7 separate regions of the Mus musculus genome follow, and regions 2, 3, 4, 5, 6 and 7 are each linked to region 1. Evidence: chromatin contacts called from public Hi-C, HiChIP or PLAC-seq and promoter capture Hi-C data. All regions are on one chromosome and are shown on one strand. Each heading gives the region's core, a stretch centred on a gene start, on an enhancer-like site or on the middle of the called end of the contact. The rest is flanking DNA. Distances are from core to core; before and after follow the strand shown.

The links. Promoter capture Hi-C pulls out the DNA fragments that hold promoters and counts their contacts. HiChIP or PLAC-seq counts read pairs in DNA pulled down with a chosen protein or histone mark. A called contact is a pair of places that touch in the nucleus more often than the background predicts.
Region 2: a contact with region 1 is called in a Hi-C map of CD8 T cells, with 3 times the contacts expected there. The contact joins the promoter of Pars2 here to the promoter of Yipf1 in region 1. A contact is called at or near these places in 9 of 39 promoter capture datasets (the C10 cell line, cranial neural crest, embryonic stem cells and 5 more), 1 of 15 datasets of contacts at CTCF or cohesin (the NIH/3T3 cell line), 4 of 484 Hi-C or Micro-C datasets (B cells, CD4 T cells, CD8 T cells and 1 more), 2 of 115 datasets of contacts at active chromatin or transcription factors (astrocytes and neural tube) and 2 of 9 other capture datasets (adipose tissue and liver).
Region 3: a contact with region 1 is called in an H3K27ac HiChIP or PLAC-seq map of embryonic stem cells, with 6 times the contacts expected there. The contact joins the promoter of Ttc4 here to the promoter of Yipf1 in region 1. A contact is called at or near these places in 8 of 39 promoter capture datasets (the 3T3-L1 cell line, cranial neural crest, embryonic stem cells and 4 more), 1 of 15 datasets of contacts at CTCF or cohesin (the NIH/3T3 cell line), 4 of 484 Hi-C or Micro-C datasets (CD4 T cells, embryonic stem cells, pre-megakaryocyte-erythroid progenitors and 1 more), 3 of 115 datasets of contacts at active chromatin or transcription factors (astrocytes, embryonic stem cells and trophoblast stem cells) and 2 of 9 other capture datasets (adipose tissue and liver).
Region 4: an H3K27ac HiChIP or PLAC-seq map of embryonic stem cells shows a contact between it and region 1, with 3 times the contacts expected there. The contact joins the promoter of Lexm here to the promoter of Yipf1 in region 1. A contact is called at or near these places in 16 of 39 promoter capture datasets (the 3T3-L1 cell line, 3T3-L1-derived adipocytes, the C10 cell line and 11 more), 4 of 115 datasets of contacts at active chromatin or transcription factors (astrocytes, embryonic stem cells and neural tube) and 2 of 9 other capture datasets (embryonic stem cells and liver).
Region 5: a promoter capture Hi-C map of pre-B cells shows a contact between it and region 1, with 3 times the contacts expected there. The contact joins the promoter of Dhcr24 here to the promoter of Yipf1 in region 1. A contact is called at or near these places in 10 of 39 promoter capture datasets (the C10 cell line, the HPC-7 cell line, fetal liver and 6 more), 4 of 115 datasets of contacts at active chromatin or transcription factors (astrocytes, embryonic forebrain, embryonic hindbrain and 1 more) and 1 of 9 other capture datasets (adipose tissue).
Region 6: a CTCF HiChIP or PLAC-seq map of the NIH/3T3 cell line shows a contact between it and region 1, with 5 read pairs. The contact joins the promoter of Magoh here to the promoter of Yipf1 in region 1. A contact is called at or near these places in 1 of 39 promoter capture datasets (the 3T3-L1 cell line), 1 of 15 datasets of contacts at CTCF or cohesin (the NIH/3T3 cell line), 1 of 484 Hi-C or Micro-C datasets (LSK cells) and 1 of 115 datasets of contacts at active chromatin or transcription factors (embryonic stem cells).
Region 7: a promoter capture Hi-C map of embryonic stem cells shows a contact between it and region 1, with 2.3 times the contacts expected there. The contact joins the enhancer-like site here to the promoter of Yipf1 in region 1. A contact is called at or near these places in 2 of 39 promoter capture datasets (embryonic stem cells and pre-B cells), 3 of 115 datasets of contacts at active chromatin or transcription factors (T-cell acute lymphoblastic leukemia, astrocytes and embryonic stem cells) and 1 of 9 other capture datasets (embryonic stem cells).

Annotation. Positions count from the first base shown.
Region 1 is chr4:107,312,957-107,315,656 of GRCm38.p6, forward strand. Yipf1 (Yip1 domain family, member 1) reads left to right here and starts at 1,407. Exons shown (of 10, transcript NM_145550.3): 1 at 1,407-1,506.
Region 2 is chr4:106,649,773-106,652,472 of GRCm38.p6, forward strand. Pars2 (prolyl-tRNA synthetase (mitochondrial)(putative)) reads left to right here and starts at 1,297. Exons shown (of 2, transcript NM_172272.2): 1 at 1,297-1,359.
Region 3 is chr4:106,677,531-106,680,230 of GRCm38.p6, forward strand. It overlaps Ttc4 (tetratricopeptide repeat domain 4), which reads right to left and starts at 1,414. Exons shown (of 10, transcript NM_028209.2): 1 at 1,223-1,414; 2 at 655-772. The coding sequence starts at 1,333.
Region 4 is chr4:106,615,886-106,618,585 of GRCm38.p6, forward strand. Lexm (lymphocyte expansion molecule) reads right to left here and starts at 1,353. Exons shown (of 10, transcript NM_183182.3): 1 at 1,240-1,353; 2 at 17-104. The coding sequence starts at 1,334.
Region 5 is chr4:106,559,732-106,562,431 of GRCm38.p6, forward strand. Dhcr24 (24-dehydrocholesterol reductase) reads left to right here and starts at 1,307. Exons shown (of 9, transcript NM_053272.2): 1 at 1,307-1,666. The coding sequence starts at 1,436.
Region 6 is chr4:107,878,416-107,881,115 of GRCm38.p6, forward strand. It overlaps Magoh (mago homolog, exon junction complex core component), which reads left to right and starts at 1,340. Exons shown (of 5, transcript NM_001282737.1): 1 at 1,340-1,530; 2 at 2,478-2,536. The coding sequence starts at 1,443.
Region 7 is chr4:106,706,791-106,709,490 of GRCm38.p6, forward strand. Mroh7 (maestro heat-like repeat family member 7) reads right to left here. Exons shown (of 24, transcript NM_001126487.1): 8 at 1,681-1,776; 9 at 961-1,065; 10 at 669-804. Among named protein-coding and RNA genes, the nearest start is that of Mroh7, 20 kb to the right of the region's middle. Within about 2 kb of position 1,376, at least 49 of the 459 cell types and tissues checked have an H3K27ac peak or open chromatin away from gene starts, as enhancers often do. A contact at or near this core is called in embryonic stem cells, where this site is marked.

The sequences.
Region 1 (2,700 bases), core at 157-2,656:
GGTGGCCTTTTCTCAGGGTCTGTAGCTGGAGTAAGATCAGTGGGGGTGAGGTTAGCAGCAAATGAGCGAATGTGAGACAGAAGAGGTGTTGGGCATGCTTGCACGTCTGAGTTCATAAGCTGATGTTCATTCCGGACATTCAACAACAGTGCTCCACATGCACTCTGAGCCCAGTTACCCCCTTATATAATAAGGGCGCCCCCCTCGGGTTTGCAGCATTGTTCTGAGAGTTGGAGGTCCTGCATAGACAAAGCCCCTCCATATGAATTATATTAACTAATGTGTGTTATTACACCTGACAGCTTGCCAGTTAGGAAAACATTATCTGGAGAGACGGCTCAGTGGAGCACTGACTGCTCTTCCAGAGATCCAGAGTTCAATTCCCAGCAACCACATGGTGGCTCACAACCATCTGTAATGGGATCTAATGCCCTCTTCTGGGGTGTGTCTGAAGACAGTGGCATACTCACATACATAAAATAAATAAGCAACTCTTTTTTTAAAAAGAAAAAAAAACATTATCAATCATGACTGATATTCAGAGTATGTTAGAAGTCAAATTGGAAGTACCCTGCAGGTGAAGCTAAAGACACTGGTCTCCTTGTATGAGCTGTGAATCAAGTGTCTGCTGTTTACACTGCTCCCTCCCAGACAGCAAAAACTGTCTAGGGACCCTTTCAGTCCGTGATAGAATACTGTGAACAGTAATTGTATGCTACTGCCTTGGCTGGTACTGGCCACCCGGAGACTAGAACCATTCCGGATCTTTTTGTTCTCAGTGTTCACAGGCTGGCAAAGATAAGCAAACAGAATTCAGGCAAGCATTGCCAAAGCAGGGTGAAGCCCAGGGGATTAGCAGAGCAACAGGAGTCCCAGAGGAGACGATAGCATCCCCTATGGGCAGGGGGAGACAGTTTTCCAAGCCTGGAGGTCCAGGTAGGAAGCAAACCACAAGGTCGCTTGCCAGACTATGCCAATGTTGTTAAGTCCTGCTGTTTTCGAGGTGACTGTCAGACACCTAGGTGGTACAGCTGAGGGGCCAGCCCTCTGTGAACAGTGACAAAAGAACTTCTTTGATTCACAAGCCATCTGCTATGGTGCCTTCCTCGCTGGTTAAGTTTTCATGGCCAGAGAAACCAGGAACTGGTGACCTATTTTCTTTTTCTTTTTCATTTTTCTCTTTGCATAAGTAAAACGTATAAACAATGAGTAAAACACTCCCGAACTCCTGAGAATTCGCCCCACTTCGCCTGTCTCTTTAAGACCACCGAGAGGGCGGGACTCAGCACCGAGTTACTTGGCGCTCCGGTGTCTTCCGCGTTTTCCGAGTCTTCGCTGGGTGACCGCGTTTGCTTTAAGAGAGGAGGCGGTGCTCTGCCCGGAGGAGGCGGAGAAATCTAACACCCTCCCCCGGATCTCCGGCTTCCGGGATTGGACTGACCGGCTACCAGTGCAGAGCATCCCAGGCCCCAACCTTTCCTGGACAGTTGGACCTCTTCCTGAGAGGTGAGGGCGTCAGGGCTTCTGGGTCAGTTGGGGAATCTCCTACCCTCCCTGTCCTCTGTTGCTCAAGCATCCCCCACCACCACCCAAACCCTGTCTGTGCATCCCTAGATCCCTGACTGCAGGGTCGCTAACAGTTAAGAGCTACTAATTGCCTGGCTCTTCGCTAAGCTCCTTACACGCACTACCTTATAGAATGGTTTAGACACCTTCACGAACCCATTTTACAGATGGGGAGCCTCAAGGAGCGCACACACAGCAGAGAAACAACAGAATCGGGACTCAAACCCAGGTCTGTCTGGGACCTTAAGCCGGCTGCACTGGAATGCTTTCCCCACCACCTCTCCCAAACCCTAGGCTCCCCTTCCATTTTCTTCCATCTCCAGGCTGCATCTGGCCCCTAAACATTCACGCGGCAGCGAGTGTCCCCCGCAGCCAGTCTCTTTTTGTTGATAGGACACTCTTCTAACTCATGGTCTCCGAGCTCACCAGATAGTCTAGGATAACCTTAAACTTACTCAGTCTCCTGCCTCCGTCTCCTAGGTGCTGGGATCGCCGGCATGCACCAGATTTTGTAGGTCCTGAGTATTGAACCCAGGACTTTGTACTTGCTAGGCAAACATTCAAATGAGCTACCACACCAGCTTTCGGTTCCTCTGTAGGCTGTCCAGTGTCGCTCTGGATGGTTCTTCCCTGCACTGGGTGGATTCCGCTCACAGATGTCCTGATCACAGGCTGGGCTGGACATCCACTCACAGAGTCCTGAGTGCTTCTCGACTCTCCTGTGTTCAGTTCTCACCCGTCACATACTCTATTCCCAGGTGCAGTTCCCTTATTCTCCAGCTCACTCCTCTTCTTTAACTCCGAGAGGCTGCTCAGCTCTATACCAACTCTCTTCCTGAGCTATATTAATATAAATATCAAGTTGTATGACCTGTGATAGTTATATAAACTATCAGTCCCCGTTGAAAGAGTAGGCAAGTGTGTGTGTGGGGGGGAGGGATTGCTCAGCAGGTAAAGGTGGCTGTCCCCAAGCATGGTCCTAGTCCCATTCTGGGTCCCTAAGGTAGAAGGAAAGAACTGAATCCCATAGCCACAGAAGATAAAGAGATGGTAGTAATCATTTTTAGTTTCTGACCCACTATGTGGGGCAGGCCACCCTTAAACTCACAGAGATGTGCCTCCACAGTGTTGAGG
Region 2 (2,700 bases), core at 47-2,546, 660 kb before region 1:
ACAAGAAGGCCGGCTGAGCAAGCCATGAGGAACAAGCCAGTAAGCGGTATTTCTCAGTGGTGTTTGCTTCAATTCCTGTCTCCAGGTTCCTGTCCTGAGACTTGACTCCTCGCTACCCACCCCCACCCCAGGGATGGACGGTAACTCATAAGCTAAAACAAACCCTTTCCTCCCCAAGTTGCTTTTGGTTGTTATCTTTCTCACAGCCACTGAAAGCAGACTAAGACACTTGGTCGGCTGAAGTTTGACTGTGTCAGCTTACAGGCCATCACTTCTAACATGAATGTTGGGAGCTGTTTTCCCCATTCTCTGCTTCCCCACAGCTGCAGCAGTAGCGTGTACTATGTAATTATTCATAAACTATTTTGTGAGGGCTGGGGAGACAGCTCATCAGGTAAAGTGGGTGCCATGAAACATGAAGAGGGGGTTCAGAGCCTCAGTGTATAAGGTAGAGATGGATGAGAAACACCTATGAAAGCTTTGGGCCTTCACACACTAGTTCACACGTGTATATGTGTTCCTACACACATACAAACATACCACATAACACACTTATGTAAACCATGTACATATACATCTTGTAAATGAAGAAAAGACCCAGCCTCATTGTATGTGTGTGTGAGTTTGTGTGGGAGTGGAGGTGGGTATCCTCAGTGGTCAGAAGGTTTTGGAGTTCCCTGGAGCTGGCGTTTCAGTGATTGTGGGTGCTGAGAACCGAACACTGGTTCTCTGAAGCACAGCAGTGGTTGTTAACCAGCACAGCAACGAATGTTTCAAGTCGCATCTTCAAGACTCAGGGACACTCGCCTTTGAGAAGCCACATCCGTGCTCTCCAGTTCCCCTGGTGCTTTTAAGCCTAGTGCTTCAGCCTATATTAAAATGTCTTTATTAAACCCCATCTCTGCTTCATAAAATTTTTTAAAAAGACTTCCTTGGCTATTGTAATACAGGTGACCTTATGCAAGTGTTTCATAGTTTTAAACTCATTTAAATTGTGGCTTGTTCAATCATAGCGTAGATTTGAAACATAGCTATTGTCAATGAACCTGCTCTCCACATAGACCGGGCCTAGCAGTGGGCGGTAAAAACAGGACTCAAATCCTTTAAAGTAAGGTTTGATCATAGAGTTGAACCTTGCTAATTCCTAGAGGGCACTTCCGGAATCTTGGCGGGAGAGCGAGGCTCTTTGGTTTGCTTTCCGGAAAACCTCTCCAGCCTCTCTCCAGAGCGTGGGACCGGAGCATCCCGCCCCCTCCCGTGAGTGCGGCTTTCCGATTGGTGAGAAACACAGGGGGCGAGGCTCCGGCCATGTCGGCGCAGGCGCACTGGCTTTGCGTGACTGAAGAGCGCCCGACTCAGGTATTGAGTTGCTGCTGGTGAGCATCGGTGGCCGCTGGACTTGGAGGGTGGCTAGGAAGGGCCCAGCGAATCTAGGGACAGTTTCTGGGCACGCGCACCCACGATCTGGTGTCTGCTGTCTCGCGTGCATCCTCTCAGTCGCCACAGGCTATTGGATAGTCGTGTGCTCGGTTGCAGTTCACCTTTCCCCATCTCCACCCCCGCTGTTTGAGAGCAACACTTCCGCCCTAGTTATCCTTGCGTGGCCCTTACTTAGAGGCACAGAGTTCCTAAAAGGGCCCATTTTGGACCGGTCCCGGGGATGACCTGGTGGCTCAGCCGCCTTAGGGTTCTAAAGAGGAATGAAGTGACCGCAGTACGCTCACTCCTCGTAAAGGCCAAGATAGAGCAGGGGTTGGAAGTTTCATCGCTGTTGTATGCTGCGCTGACGTTGGTGGTATTTGGAGGCAAATTCCCGCAATCCAGAATGGCCATGGGCCTTTTGATGTCACCTGACACAAATCAGAGCCTATGACCCTATGATCCATCTCAGAGCCTATGAATTGGGCATCATAATACACAAACCTTTAGGGCACTAGGCATTGCAAGCACACTGTGTGCAGTTTTCCTGACTGGATCGTGTGTGTGTTCATGTACTGTGTACCTGAAATAGGGCGAAGGCAGGGAAAAGGCCTCTTACAGGTGAGATCTGCGGTACACTCGAAAGGCAGCAAGAAACTGTCATTACCAATGCCTGTGTTAAGTTGAAAGTGTAAGGAATGCAAGGAGGCCAGTAGAGACTGTTTTAACAGTCACGGATGATGGTATCTTGAACTGAGGTGCAGGCTGGTCAGGTGGAGCAGGCTGGGCCAGAGGACTAAAAACTGTGACAGTACTGTGGAGCAGAGTAGATGAGGGCAGGTTTCTGGTTTGGCCAGAGGGTGCTTTGCAGGGTGATACTCAGATCTGCAGGGGCACCATTGTCTGAAGAGATTCTGCCTCACTAAGTTTCAAATAGCGTGTACTATGTTCTCCAAAGATGGGAGAATATATAGGTCAGAAATTCAACAGTTTGGACAGTGAAGATGCAAACTGACCAGGAATGTGTGGTGGGTGAGAGGAGCAGTTAAAACAATATTGACTTTTTTGTTGCGGCAGATTTTCATTTCCTCCGATGTCCTGGAACTCAGATGTGCAAACCTAGCTGATTCTCTTACCTCTGGCTCCCAAGTGCTGGGATTACAAATATGCCTCAGCGCCTAGCAATACTGACTTAGTAGGGATCGAGACAAGGAATTGAAGAAAAAACAAACAAACAAAAACCAAAAAAAGCCTGCTCTTCGCTGTTGCCTGTGAGATTGC
Region 3 (2,700 bases), core at 164-2,663, 640 kb before region 1:
GCCTGCCTGCCTGGGGTCAAAGGCATGCATGGCCACCATCCAGCTATAAGTGCTGTTTTAAAAAGGGGAATTAAAGATGGTCTAGAGAAATGGCTAAACAGGTAAAGGCACTGGCCCCTAAGCTTGACAACCTGAGCTTGACCTGAGGAACATGTGAAATGGTAAGAAAGAATCCACCTCACAAGGCTAGCCACTGATCTCTGTAAGTATGTACACACGTATACACACACACAAACAGTTTTACGAAGGGGGGATATAGCTCACTTACCCAGCATATGTGAGATTCTGGGTTCAATTTCCAGATACACATACACACACACACATTTATCTCAGTTTTTGAAGGACTTTAATTTCTATTGAGAAAATTACACTGCTCCTTTTCTTACATTGTGTCATTCACTGAAAAGCAATCCCCCTCCTCTCTCTGGTACTACAGTAGTGGTGGACCTCGTGGCACTCATCACACACCCTTCCTGATTTGTTAGGGCAATCAGGCTTTTCATCCAAGTCAGGCCTCTGGGGCTTGGAACTGTACACATTTACTTAGAAGGCATCCAAAGGAGAATGTGTGGAGTCAACACTGACATGTTAGCCATAATACTTTCGCTCAACTCAACAAGGACACAAAAGAAGTGCTGGGTGACAGTAAGATACCTTCTGGATATCGATCATCATCAAAAATCATCGACTGGAGGCAGGCCAAGTCAGGAAACTCCTCGGGGTCAATTTCTGATGGCGCTTTTTTCATAAATAGGGGAATCTTGTCAAATTCCTAGAATTTAAAAGAACAATTAGCGTTGTCTACTGATTAGATCCAATCCCAGGACACGACATCATAAAGTTTTTTCCTCGCTGAGCATGATATGCAAATCCTAAGGATTGGCTGGAGCTAGACATCCAGTTTCTCAGGTGTTAAATGTGGGATCCTGATTTCCAACGCTCTCCATGGGTGGTAGCAATCACCTTCAACTAGGCGCTGTCGCGTTCCTGACCACCTTCACCATCTCCTTTCAAGTTTACCCTAACCTGGGTGCTGCAGTAAAACAACTAAGGGACCCCTGGTAGTAGAGCCTGGTGGTGGTGTGTGACAGGACTGCCTGCAAAACCCCCGTGGTCTTAAACGCAGTCAACTTATACGCAAAACCTCGAGGCGGACGGTTTCTACCAGTGACCAAGCCTCGAGGACCAAGCTCCTACCCCAGAAGCCCCCGGCGCCGCCCACCTCCTCCCACTGATCCTCGCGGAAGCCGCCGCGGTAAGGCTGGCTCTGAAACTTTTCCAGGAACGCGTCCATGGAAGCGTCCTCTGTAGGCTCAGGCTCAGAACTCTCCATGGCAGCTCGCAACTTCGGCGCTTCAGTCCCGGGACCAAGAAACGCGCCGCTCCTTCCGGCGGCAGGGATGCCCTTCCTTTTGCAGTCCGGGCTGCGCGAGGCTATGCCTCTCGGGTTCCGCCGGCCTGGGGGCGTGGCCTGCCTGGAGGTGTGGCCTGACTCCGCGCTTTCCCTCTCGCCCAGCCCCACCCATCCATTGCAGAGTTTGCCTGGCCTCTAGTCTCCTCGCTTTGGGGCGTGGTTAGGTTAACTCCCTTTTGTATCTAAACTCTTCATCTCCACTCTCCAACCCTGATGCTTTTATGTCTTTTCTATAAATGTTCTCAAAAGATGACTTCGTAGCCAGGCCACATGATATTTGTCTGTAATCCTAGCACTTAGGTTTAATAGGAGAACCATAAGTTCAAGACCAGTCTAGACTATATAGCAAGACCCTATTTCAAACAAAACAAAACTTTTGAGCATACAAATACTTTTTTTTTCTTCACGCAGCACAAGGTTTGAGGTCCCCATACACCCCTACAACCTATAACTACATGTGAAACTCCATGTGGCTTACCCTACAAGGATGGGTGCCCAGCCTGCCTGCTCACCTCATGGATACTACAACAACAGAGGTCTTCACAGATACCCCCATAGGCCCATGGGAAAATTACCCCGAGATGTATGCCCACAGGTAGAATCCTTGGGCTGTGATTATTGACACATTCACCACTACTGACTAGTAACAGGTTCTTGTTCAGTACAGCTGCATTGATCTTTCGCCCCACCAGCCTTGCCCCGGGGTCCCTACATCCCACGAAGAGTTTTCTGAAGTTGACATCTGCTCATATATCTCTCTTCTCAGCACCCCCACCATGCCTCCCCACTGCCCCTACCTCCTCAGCAGTCTCCATGGCCTTAGGACCTGGCCCTTGCATCTCTCCTCTTTTTCCAGGTTCCCTCTCACTGGGACTTTGAAGAGGGTCCCATGTACCTGAGGGTACCTTTGCACCCACAGATGACCAGATGTGGTCATCTTTCCAAACCTCCTTGAGAAGTCTCTTGTCTGGCAAGTCATTCCAGCGGACACACACAACCTCTGGATACCACAGTCCCCATGCTTCCCGCTGAGCTCATCTCTGAAAAATTTCAACCCGGGAACCATTTGGATGTGGGGGCTGTCCTGCCTGTAATGTCCTGTAAGGCATTTAACAGTGTGCCTGACACCCGCTCTTTACCCAACAGCTGTTAGTAACATTGACACTGTCAGGTGGCAACACCAAATATGTCTCTGGATATTTTTGCATTAGTGTTAGGCAAACCGGATGACGAGTCAAGGGTGAGACTCGGCGACCAGGGTTCCCGAATATGCATGACGTCATAGG
Region 4 (2,700 bases), core at 103-2,602, 700 kb before region 1:
AAGGAAGCAGGCTCACCAGTTCCACCGAATGATGTCTGGAGTATGGGGCCTCTGTGAAGGTGCTGAATTTCTTCTGGTTGGGATAGACAGCGGAGACATCAAACCTAAGAGAGGTATAAGTGAGGGCCCATCTGGTCCTGACTGGGGCAGCCCTGGTGGACAGGCAGTTGGTTTCCCAGGACAGGCGACTTTGGAGCTGACCCTTGAATGTCACTTTGGATCTGCTTCATCATTTTGAGAGTTCCTGAGATGCTCTGCCACCCACCCTATGCTCTGCCTCTCCCTACAGCTTCATTCTTCTTCAGAGTTCTTACCATTATCCTTCCCAGCTCAAGTAGATAGATAGATGTTATACTACAGGGTGGATACTTCATATCATCTTTCATATACGTTTAATTATCCAGACCACCTCATGATCACAGATTCTAGAACCGTGTGTGGCACATAGTAGGTCATTTATATGCAACTATATTACATAATAGAACATAAAAAGAAATATGACAGTTGAGCATAATGGTGCACACCTTTAATCCCAGCACTTGGGCGGCAGAGACAGGTGGATCTCTATGACTTTGAAGTCAGCCTGGTCTATAGAGTGAGTTCCAAGACACCCAGGGTTATGTAGAGAGACTGTCTCAAAAAGAAAGAGAGAGAGAGAGAGAGAGAGAGAGAGAGAGAGAGAGAGAGAGAGAGAGAGAGAGAGAGAGGAAAGGAAAAGAAAAGAAAAGAAAAGAAAAGAAAAGAAAAGAAAAGAAAAGAAAAGAAAAAGAAAAAAGAAATAAGACACCTGGGTTGCAAACAAAACTTTTTAGCTAAATTTCATGGGATGGGCAGACCATGTGGCCTCTATGAATATTTTACATTAGGTGGTTTGGAAATAGTTTGCAAGAACTTGCTACAAAAATGGAACAGAAAACAAACAAACTTAGAGGCTTTAATCCCAGCACAGAGAGGGCAATGATAGGCAGATCTCTGTGAGTTCTGTCCAAGCAGGGCTACATAGGAAGAGAGGAGGAGAAAAGAGGAGGAGGAGGAGGAGGAGGAGGAGGAGGAGGAGGAGGAGGAGGAGGAGGAGGAGAAAGTGAGTGGGGGAGGGGCGAGCCAGCCCTCTTCCCTTCCTTCCCGGGCTCCAGCCTTCTGGGTTAGCCTTCCTCCCGGAGGCGGAGGCAGAGGCGCTGGTGGGGCCACAGGAACTCCCTTGGATCCTGGGTGCTAGGCCAGGAAGCAGTTGGGCCCCACCTGTGGCTCTGCACCCCAAAGGGCGCCCCTTTGAACCACTTGGGGATGGTGGACATGATGTTGCGCGGGGGGGCGCCGTGGGTGCGAGGTCTCATTGAGCCTAGACTCCAGCCTGCCCCCACCCCGGCACAACACCCCCTTGACACCGCGCGCTGCCACGGCAACCCGCAACCGGGGCGTTATGATTCAGCAAGTACAGACCTGCTTCGTGACACGTGGGAGCTCTCCAGCGTGCTGGCTGCCCCCTGACGTTATCATTCACTTTATATTCCCAATGCTGCCTTGCCTGAGACCCTTCCTGGGCTCCTTCAGACCTTAGGATCCCCCTGGGGTTTAATGAGAGAGCTCTTGTCACTTGCTGAGAATCTGTTTATTTCTGCTTATACTGGGGAGAGCCCAGGCTCAGAAATTGCCTTCATGTTCACCTTGTAAGGGAAACGGAGGGGAGAGCAGACTTGGGAATTCTGGTCCTTCTCTGCTGGATGGAACTCTGGCGGGGGAGGGGAGCGATGGGGAGAGGGGCGTGGCAGGGCAGGGTGGGGCGGGGAAGCCAAGGAAGATGGCACGTGGAGGACAAGTAGAGAGATAGGTGAAGGTACTTAGAGACATCAGAAGGGATGCAGTGGCATCAGAACCTCAGATATCCACTCTGAGCAGACACTAAAGGACGACTGGCCCCCAAATGTGGTCCCTGTCCTCTGACAACCACTTCCACAGCTTGGCCAGGCTAGCAGGTGGGGAATGGGGTGGGGCCCAGCCTGTGGACAGGCACTTCAGGGAAGAATCCCAAAGGAGGAATCACTTGCTAGGTGAAGAAAGAGGGGAGGGTGTGCCCCCAACCTGGTGTGACCAGCTCTCCCTCCTCCTCCCTTCCCCTACTGATAGCATCCTCTGGCTGTGCTAATGTCTCCTTCATTACCCCAGAGCCCTGCAAGGGCTTTCAGCAGAGATGGAACAGATGTCTGTCTACACCCCACTCCTGTGACAAGATAACTGGAGGTCGATGGAAGATACCTTCAGTCCTGCATCCAACCAGTGGCAAAGCACACCAGAGGCACAGCAGCCTCCTACAGCAGACCCACACCACAGTTGGTATTTAAATGGAAAGCTGGACTAATGGCTCCAGGCCTGGCAGTCACAGAGTCACAGCTGATAGAGCGACCACAGTATACCACTGAGCGGGGGGGGGGGGGGTGTGTGTGTCAGAGACATCAGCTGTAGTGTCCCTTTTTTTTTTTTTTTTTTTTACTTTTTTTTTTTTTTTAAAGATGTCTATAAATATACCAGAAGAGGGTGGGCGTCTGAATTTCATTACGGGTGGTTGTGAGCCACCATGTGGTTGCTGGATTTGAACTCAGGACCTTTGGAAGAGCAGTCAATGCTCTTATCCTCTGAGCCATCTCACCAGCCCATGGCGTCCCTTTCTAAGTCTCCTCATGCTTACCTGGGAAATGAAGCAAC
Region 5 (2,700 bases), core at 57-2,556, 750 kb before region 1:
TCCAGTCTGGACTCCTCCCTTTGGAAGCTGAGGGTAAACAACCTCTCACTTTGAACTTTGATTTCTATTGGATATTTGAACTCCCACATACATTCTTCACTTATCCTTTGGTCAACAACGGTGTGCCTTACAATGCCCTAGTCATTATGCCACAAATTGGAAATTCAAAAGTGCTGTAATAACAAGGTGTTGTTTGCCCTAAAGCTCCATCTGTAGGAGGGAGAGACACATAAAGGGACAATTATATAAAAATGGAAAGAACTGTGAGCCTCTGAAAGAAGTACATAAACTTGGCTTTAGAAGTGGCACCTCGCGAATCTCTAGGCTGTGTAGTGCTTTACCTCGGTGATACAATGGGGAAAGAGCCTTCTAGGGACAGATTCACCGAAGGTGGAAGGTGGCGCTATAAAGGATGGCAGAATGGAGTGCCCGAGTCCGTGTCCGGACAAAGGTGGAAGGGGGGGGGGGGGGGGAAGGAAAGACACGTGAAGCAGACAAGGCCCTGGGAGGTTTGAAAAATCTTCAGAGCTTCCTCCTGTTCAGGGAAAGTGCAAATACCACCGGACTCAAGCTTCTGGCGAGGTCAGAGGTTGTTCCGCAGCCTGGCCTGGTTGCTCCGCAAGGCCGGGGCCATGTGCTGGGTTCTTACTCTTAATCTAGGGCTGCCATGCCGCCTTGAAGCTCTTTCTTCCTGTCTCCAAGCCTCCATCCACTTTGGGTTCAGCATGGAAGAATGCCATCAACGCCTCTGTGCTTTTTAAAATTACTCGACAGGTGGAATTCACCATCGCGTATTTTAAAATGGGGGTCCCAGCTACCCACGGCCCAGAACTGCTAAGGGGGGTAGTTCAAATGCATTTATGGTAAACGCCCTGAAAATTGAAAGGATTCCCCCTCCTGGCCATGTGCCTACAGAGTGTCATGACCTGCCCCGGTCAAGGCCAGAGGCTCTCCTGCCAGGGTTGCAGGGTGGTTGTCTGGAGCGCCTCCCACCCTGGGGAGGTAACCCAATGCACAACTGCTTGACGTGTGTCCACGGGAGGCACCACCCAAGGAGGAGATCAAGGGTGGTCCCGCTGCCTCCAGAGCGAGAGCCCTAAACCCCGCCAAGCCCGCCGCTTGCCGACCCTACCAGCGCCCCCAGCCCAGGTCAGCCCCTCCTCGCACGCCGACTAGAAGAGGGTGGAGCATCCCGGTTCCCGCAGCCAATGAACGCAGCGGCTCCCTGGTCCGATCCCCGGCGCGGCTCACCATTGGTCGCCGCCTGGGTCTCGGCCCACCGAACCTTGGCGACCCAAGCCAATCGCGAGGCGGCGGGCCCGACTTACAGGCTCCCGGGGCGGTGGCGGCAGGCGCTGAGCCGGCGGAGCGCGGAGCGGGCGAAGGAGACGGGCGGCGCGAGCCCGCACCCTTCCGCGCGGTGCGCCGCGACACCATGGAGCCCGCCGTGTCGCTGGCCGTGTGCGCGCTGCTCTTTCTGCTCTGGGTGCGAGTGAAGGGGTTGGAGTTCGTTCTCATCCACCAGCGCTGGGTGTTCGTGTGCCTCTTCTTGCTGCCGCTCTCGCTCATCTTCGATATCTACTACTACGTGCGCGCCTGGGTGGTGTTCAAGCTGAGCAGTGCGCCGCGCCTGCACGAGCAGCGCGTGCGGGACATCCAGAAACAGGTGAGCGGCGCGGGGCGCGGCTGTGCGCCGGGGTAGCGGTTCTCTGGGCGACGGGGGCGTGTGGGGCCGGAGGAATGGGCGTGGGAGTGGGGATCGCAAAGGACCTGGCGTGTGATGGGGGAAGGGACTGTCCAAGGATGAAACGGAAGCAGCAAAAGCACCGGGGCAACAAACAGAACCCTAACCCTAGGTTTATAAAGTGTCTGCTAGGTGCAGGGCATGCGCAGTGCCTAGAAAACGAGGGACCCTAAACCCTCGGGAAGTGCGCAACAGTCAGGTAACTCAGGCCCCCCACATTCCAAAGGAGGAATGGCCTCTGGAAGGTGGTTCTGGGAAATGGGGAGGGGGGAGATCCAAGTGGAGAGATTGGCTGAGCAGAAGTAGGAAGCTGAGGAGCACAGTCATGAGAGGAAAAAGGTTAGAAAGTCAGTTTGGAGAGGAGCCTTATGCAGGAAAGAGGTGAAAGTTTGTTTTGCGGTCCGAGGTGCTTCGGATCCTTTTACAATGGAGGTTTAAAGAGAGATTAAAAGGCAGGATCAGCCCCCAATTCCGTGTAATGTGCAGCAGATTCTGCATCCAGATGTAGTCGTCCCAGTAAGTAGATGAGGAGTTCATATAGGCCAGCCGGCACCAAGGCTAAGACTTCTCTTCACAGTGAAGCGTCTTCCCCCTCATCCAGGGTTAGCATGGGCTCCCTTTGCCCTCCTTATATTCCTCTCTAACTTGCATCAGGCTTCAGAGAGCGTCTGCTTCCTGCCGCTGCCCGCATGGCAACCACCCTCTTGTTCTATTTACTTCTTGCTGTATGCTGCAGACTGAGCACCACAGGCTTAGCCTGCAGGTGCCAGGCAGAGTGACCTCCAGACCAGAAGACCTTACCCAGGGAGAGGAGATGCAGAGGGTGCATCGATCAGAATCACTTTGCACCTCCACCCCCACCTGCACCATTTTCCTTGGGTCTGTCTGCAGGTTCTATTTGCCATTTATTTACCTGCTGGATGTCCTGTGAGCACCAGAAGACAGGACTGTTACCT
Region 6 (2,700 bases), core at 90-2,589, 570 kb after region 1:
AGTGCTGGGATTAAAGGCATGTGCCACCACACCTGTCGTGTGTCAATCTTCTATGACTAGAATTTACCGTATTTCACCTACTTGACCTTAAAATTCCCGCACCAGAAATTTGACCTTTCACAGAGGTCAACTTTGGCTCTTGAAAATGAACCTCTTGGGTAGTGGTCTCCACATTTGACCCACCTCGTTTTTGTTTCAGTTTGTGTGTGTGTATCTTACTTGGTAGTCCTGACTGGCCTGGAACTCACTATGCAAAGAGCAGTCTAGGCTTAAACTCACAGAGGTCTACTCCACTCTGCCTCTGAAGTGCTGGGATCAAAGGCATTGGCCACCATGCCCAGTTCTCACCTGGGTATTTTTTTAGAGGCTTCAGTGAAACTGGATTCTGTCAGCATGTGGCTAGGGCTGAGAATCGCTGCTAAATAAGATGACCAGTAGGAGCCGGGCGGTGGTGGCGCACACCTTTAATCCCAGCACTTGGCAGAGGCAGGTGGATTTCTGAGTTTGAGGCCAGCCTGGTCTACAGAGTCAGTTCCAGGACAGCCGGGGCTACACAGAGAAACCCTGTCTCGAAAAACAAAACAAAACAAGACAAAAAAGCCTAGTAGGGATCCAACATTCATTTAACCGACCCACAACACCTATCTAGACATGTTAGCTTGAAAGGGAAGAATGAAAGGCAACTCGTTCATGAGTGGTGACCCTCGTGAGGATGAGGTAGGAGGGTTTGTGGTTTCAGGTCAGTCTGGATCAGGTAGCAGTACTCTGCCTACACGTAAAATAAAGAAATAGCAGAAAGGGATGTTAGCTAAATGCAGGCAAGTTTCAGGCAACATTGTGGAATGGGAAAGGAGTCATTCTTAAAAGACAGCTAAGTAAAGCCAACTTTATTTTTCGGGACAGGGTCTTAGTATGCAGCCACTGGTCTCAAACTCTCATTACGCTCTTTAGACATTTACTACTAATCTCCCGCCTCAGAGCCACCTCCTGATCTACACACTGGGGAGTGGAAGAAGGCGGGGGATGGGGGTGGCAGCGTACTCATAGATGAGCAAATCATTTTGCCTCCTTTTACTGTGGAAACCCATCTAGGTTCAGAGTGTGAATAACCTCGTTCGACTCACTTGTCTCTTTAAATTGAGGTTGCGCCTGACAGGACTCTAGCGCTCAGTGTTGGGCTGAAACCCAGATGCAGTTCTCGGATCCCAAGATCTTCCAGAACTCTCGATATACAACCAAGGGGGCGTGGCGATCTTGACCCAGCGTCTAGGGGAGGGGGCGTGGTAATCTCGTTCCCGCCTCCGGAGAGTGAGAAACTCTTAGTGTCGCGGTGGCAGACGTCATTTCCGCGCGCCACCATTACGCCAGTATAAGACGTAGACCGCAGGCCGTGGTAGTGTCATCCGTTCCTAAAGTTCCGTCCTCCTTGTCCCTTGCGAGGCATGGAGAGTGACTTTTACCTGCGTTACTACGTGGGCCACAAAGGCAAGTTCGGTCATGAGTTCCTGGAGTTTGAATTCCGACCTGACGGTAAGAGCGGCCTCCCGGCTGCGGGCAGTGGGACCGGCCCCGGGGAGGGCGGAGAGAAGGCGGGCTGCGGAATGTGGCGAAGCGAAGCAAGGGACGCCGACCACCGTGCTGTTGGGTCGTGAAAGAGGCATTCTTTTGTCGGCTTCATTGGTTCTTTCTCTTCATCCGCTGGCGATTCTCCTTCGTAGCTTTTTAAAAAGCCAGGTTGCTTACATTCAACAAAGATTTAATGTCCATCTGAGAATGGGCTGTTTGTTTTCCAGTCTGGGGACAGAGCAACAAAAATAAATTTTCCCCTCTCGTGGAACATGTGTTTCAGAGCCGGAAGAAACCACAGCGATCTCTTGTAGTGTGGAGTGATCAAAAAGTAAGGTCGCTTTTAAAGAGCAGTCTGAGGAGTGTGAATTTGAATTAAGCCGTAATTGAAAAGGGATCAATTTTTGAAGTACAGGAAGAAAAGCATCTACAGGAGTAGCAAGTGTCATAGGACCTCAAAGAGCCAGACATATCCAGGTGGTCACTGGGGTGACTGAGAGACAGTAGTAGGGGGTGATGTTAGTCAAGAGCCTCGCTATACAGGTGTTTGTAGTGCTTGCTTGCATACAGCTTCCTTAGTTTTCAAAGTCCTTTCCCAACCCAGTTGAACATCAGCATGTTCTTCTCTGTGCAGCTAAGATAGCATTAAAATTCCTGTTTACAGCTGAGAACGTGTTCTTTTGCTACATCATGGCAGCCTTTTCCCGGGACTCTAGTTTACTGTCAGGTCCTTCTTCTGTTGTTCAGTAGTTTCAAGTGAAGTACCAAAAACACTACTATCACAGCTGGGAAATGGGTTGAAACATTCGATATAATTTAGGCAAAGCTCATATTCTTTGGAGGGTAATGGTGCTTTGTTCATGTTTTCTAATACGTTGCATTCTTTTTTTTTTTTCTTTTTTCTTCCGAAGGTAAATTGCGATACGCCAACAACAGCAATTACAAAAATGACGTCATGATCAGGAAAGAGGTACAGACCTTTCCTTCACTACGACTTAGCCTTTGGTTTCCCATTGCTTATGTTCTCTCTGGTAATGAAAGATGAAGTGTAGGAAGCGAGCACTTATTTCTAAGCAGCTAGATTATTTCTCTGATTCACTCCCCCCCCCCCCCCAGTGCTGAATCAAAAGCTAG
Region 7 (2,700 bases), core at 126-2,625, 610 kb before region 1:
GCCAAGGTTTCCTGGTTGATATAGAATCGGGACTAAGGAGAAAGAACGGCAGGAGGTTGAAGGCAGCCTGGAAACCATCTCATGAGCTCCCTGAAACCTAACCTCAGGCTGTGCTTTCACTTACAGGCTCCAGACTCTAATGTAGGACCTGGTCTTCATTAGGTCCTATGCATATTCACTGAATAAGACCATATGCCAGCCCATGGCTAGACTCAGAAAGAACAGAGAATCCTGCCTTACCCTCATGGCATTACAGTCTAGTAGGAAAGACAGACAAAGGAAGAAGACATCAGGGCCATCATACCTAGGTGCACATGGTACATTAGAAGGAGAAATCAAGGTTGGAACAATATGGGAAAGCTTAGCCAACTGAAGGACAGCTCCTGTCGTGATAGAGTTGTTGTCTAACAGGGCAGTACATGCCTGTAGTCCCAGTACCTGAGACGCTAAGTCAGGAGGATTAAAAGTCAGGGGCCAGAGCTTAAAAACAAACAAACATGAAAAACAATGGCTAGTTTGTACCTCTGCTCCTGGTTCCATGGAGATAGGAGTTTCCCATCAGCTCCTAATCCCCATCTGACCCATTCTGCCTGCCTCCAACTGCCCAGCCGTACCACCATGCTCCCCTCCCTAGCTGTGCAGTGGCTAGGGACCTGACTTGGGCATACGTTTCTGGAGATCCAGGATGGTGTAGAGGATGGTGATGCCGTCCAGAGCCTCCCGTCCGATCTCCTCATCAGGATCCCCGATTCGAAGAAGGAGCCTCCCCAGCAGAAGACCCAGTGTTGGGAAGCCCGAGGATATCTGTGAGTGTCACAATCACAGGGAGGGAGTCTATAGCTACATAGTGCAGGGCAAGAAGACCTGCCCAGCTGCAGAAGATCAACTGAGAAGTCACCGGAATGCCCCCACCCCCGAACACCCACTAAGAATGGCAGGGTCACACCCAGGAACACTCACTAAGAATGGCAGGGTCACAAGTGTGTGGTTCAACACAGAGACGTTGCTGTTCACAGCCCGAGCCCGCTCGTGGGCCTTCCCAGAGTTCATCCAGGGCCCTAGGGGCTGTGGGGACAAGGGAGAGATTCTGCTACCATTGTCTGCCAGCCCCTGCTGTCTGTGGGTAAGTCAGTAATCTGCAAGAAGCTTCCAGAAGAAGAAAGAAGGCAATTTGCCACCGTCTTCCTTCTCTTCCTGAGGATCAATGACAGGTGGGGTTTGAGCTGAGAAGGGGACTCAGAGCAAAGGAAGGGACGGGGTCAATGAAGAGAGAAGAGACATGGATAACAATGGAGAAAGGGGTGGGGCAAGAGCAGTGGCTGTAGGGGAATTGCAGACAGTGACTCAGGAAGCTGAGATAATAGGATCAAAAGTTCAAGGCAGTGCTGGGCAATTCAGTGTGACTGTGTATACAGATAAACAAGGAAAGAGGGAACAGGACTCTGCTGTGGCTCAGAGGTAGAGGGCTTGCCTCGCAGGTACAAGGGTTTGGGTCCAACCCTCAGCGTCACCAAAACTAAATAACAGCGTAAAATACAACATGGAAGCAGGGCACTGGCTCAGGATGACGCCACTCCTTCAGAGCCCACCTCCCACTTGTATGAAGCCATTTTCCTACTTCCTTCTCCCTTTCCCTGCTTGCCCCGTGTCGTCCCCACCCCCCCACCCCCCACGCCGCACCTCCAGGATGCTCTTCAGCCCAGTAGGAGTGGGGTCTTCAATAAAGAGGGCATTCAGAAGTTTCTGCAAGGAATCCAAGGTCTGGTAGTAAAGGATCTGTGGACAGGAGGACAGAGCTGCTGGGAGCTTGTTAGACACCACCGCCCTCTGCTGGCACGACTTGTAACTACAAGGGGCTGCCAGTTCCTTCCACAGCAAGGATTCTGGCCATGACTTTGGGCCCTCTCAGGCCACCAGCTTGAGAATCCAGAACCCAGACGCTATCTTATCTGTCTGTGTGGCCTCACCCCTACCTATTATACAGCACGCCTGTCAGAGTCCCTGTCCCCCCACCCTCCAGTCTTCAGTCACATCACTTATCATCCTGGCAGTTGGCATGGGTTCTGTACAGGTTCTCTGCCACCCTCTTCCAGGAAACCACGTGCTCCATCCACCCTAGGCCATGTTCCTCATCCCATACTCTTTTTGATACCCCATGGTTTATGCTTGCAGCACTGACTACTGCGGAGATTTTTGGGTACTGGGTTCTTTGATGGCATCCATCTCCTCCACCGTCACACTACTGCGAGACTACCGTAGTGACCTGGAGAGGAACATGGCTAATACCTGCTGAGAGAAAGGGTAGCCGAACAGCTGGACCCCCCCTCTCACTCAACATCCCGCTTGACCCTAGCTCTCCTTGCATCTTATACCTTAGTATCCCCTGCTGTGGTACCTCCAGGAATGATTCTGCAGAGACTTAAAGATGCTCACCAAACCCCCTTTGAGGCTCTGTTCTCCAGGTCTCTGCCCAGTTTCCCCCAGTCTTCTTCCATAGAGCACAGTCCTCAGTACTACCCTCTTATCCTGCCCACTTCCTACGGCCTTACAGCATCTATCTATATCCCTGATACAGGACAGGGCCCTCCTAAGGAAGCCATTACTGCAACAGTTCACCCTTCTGCTGAATAGCTATCAAGTATCTGTTCAGACTGTCGCAGGTGACGTGAGGTGCTCCGGGCCACTCAGCCAAGGAGTAAG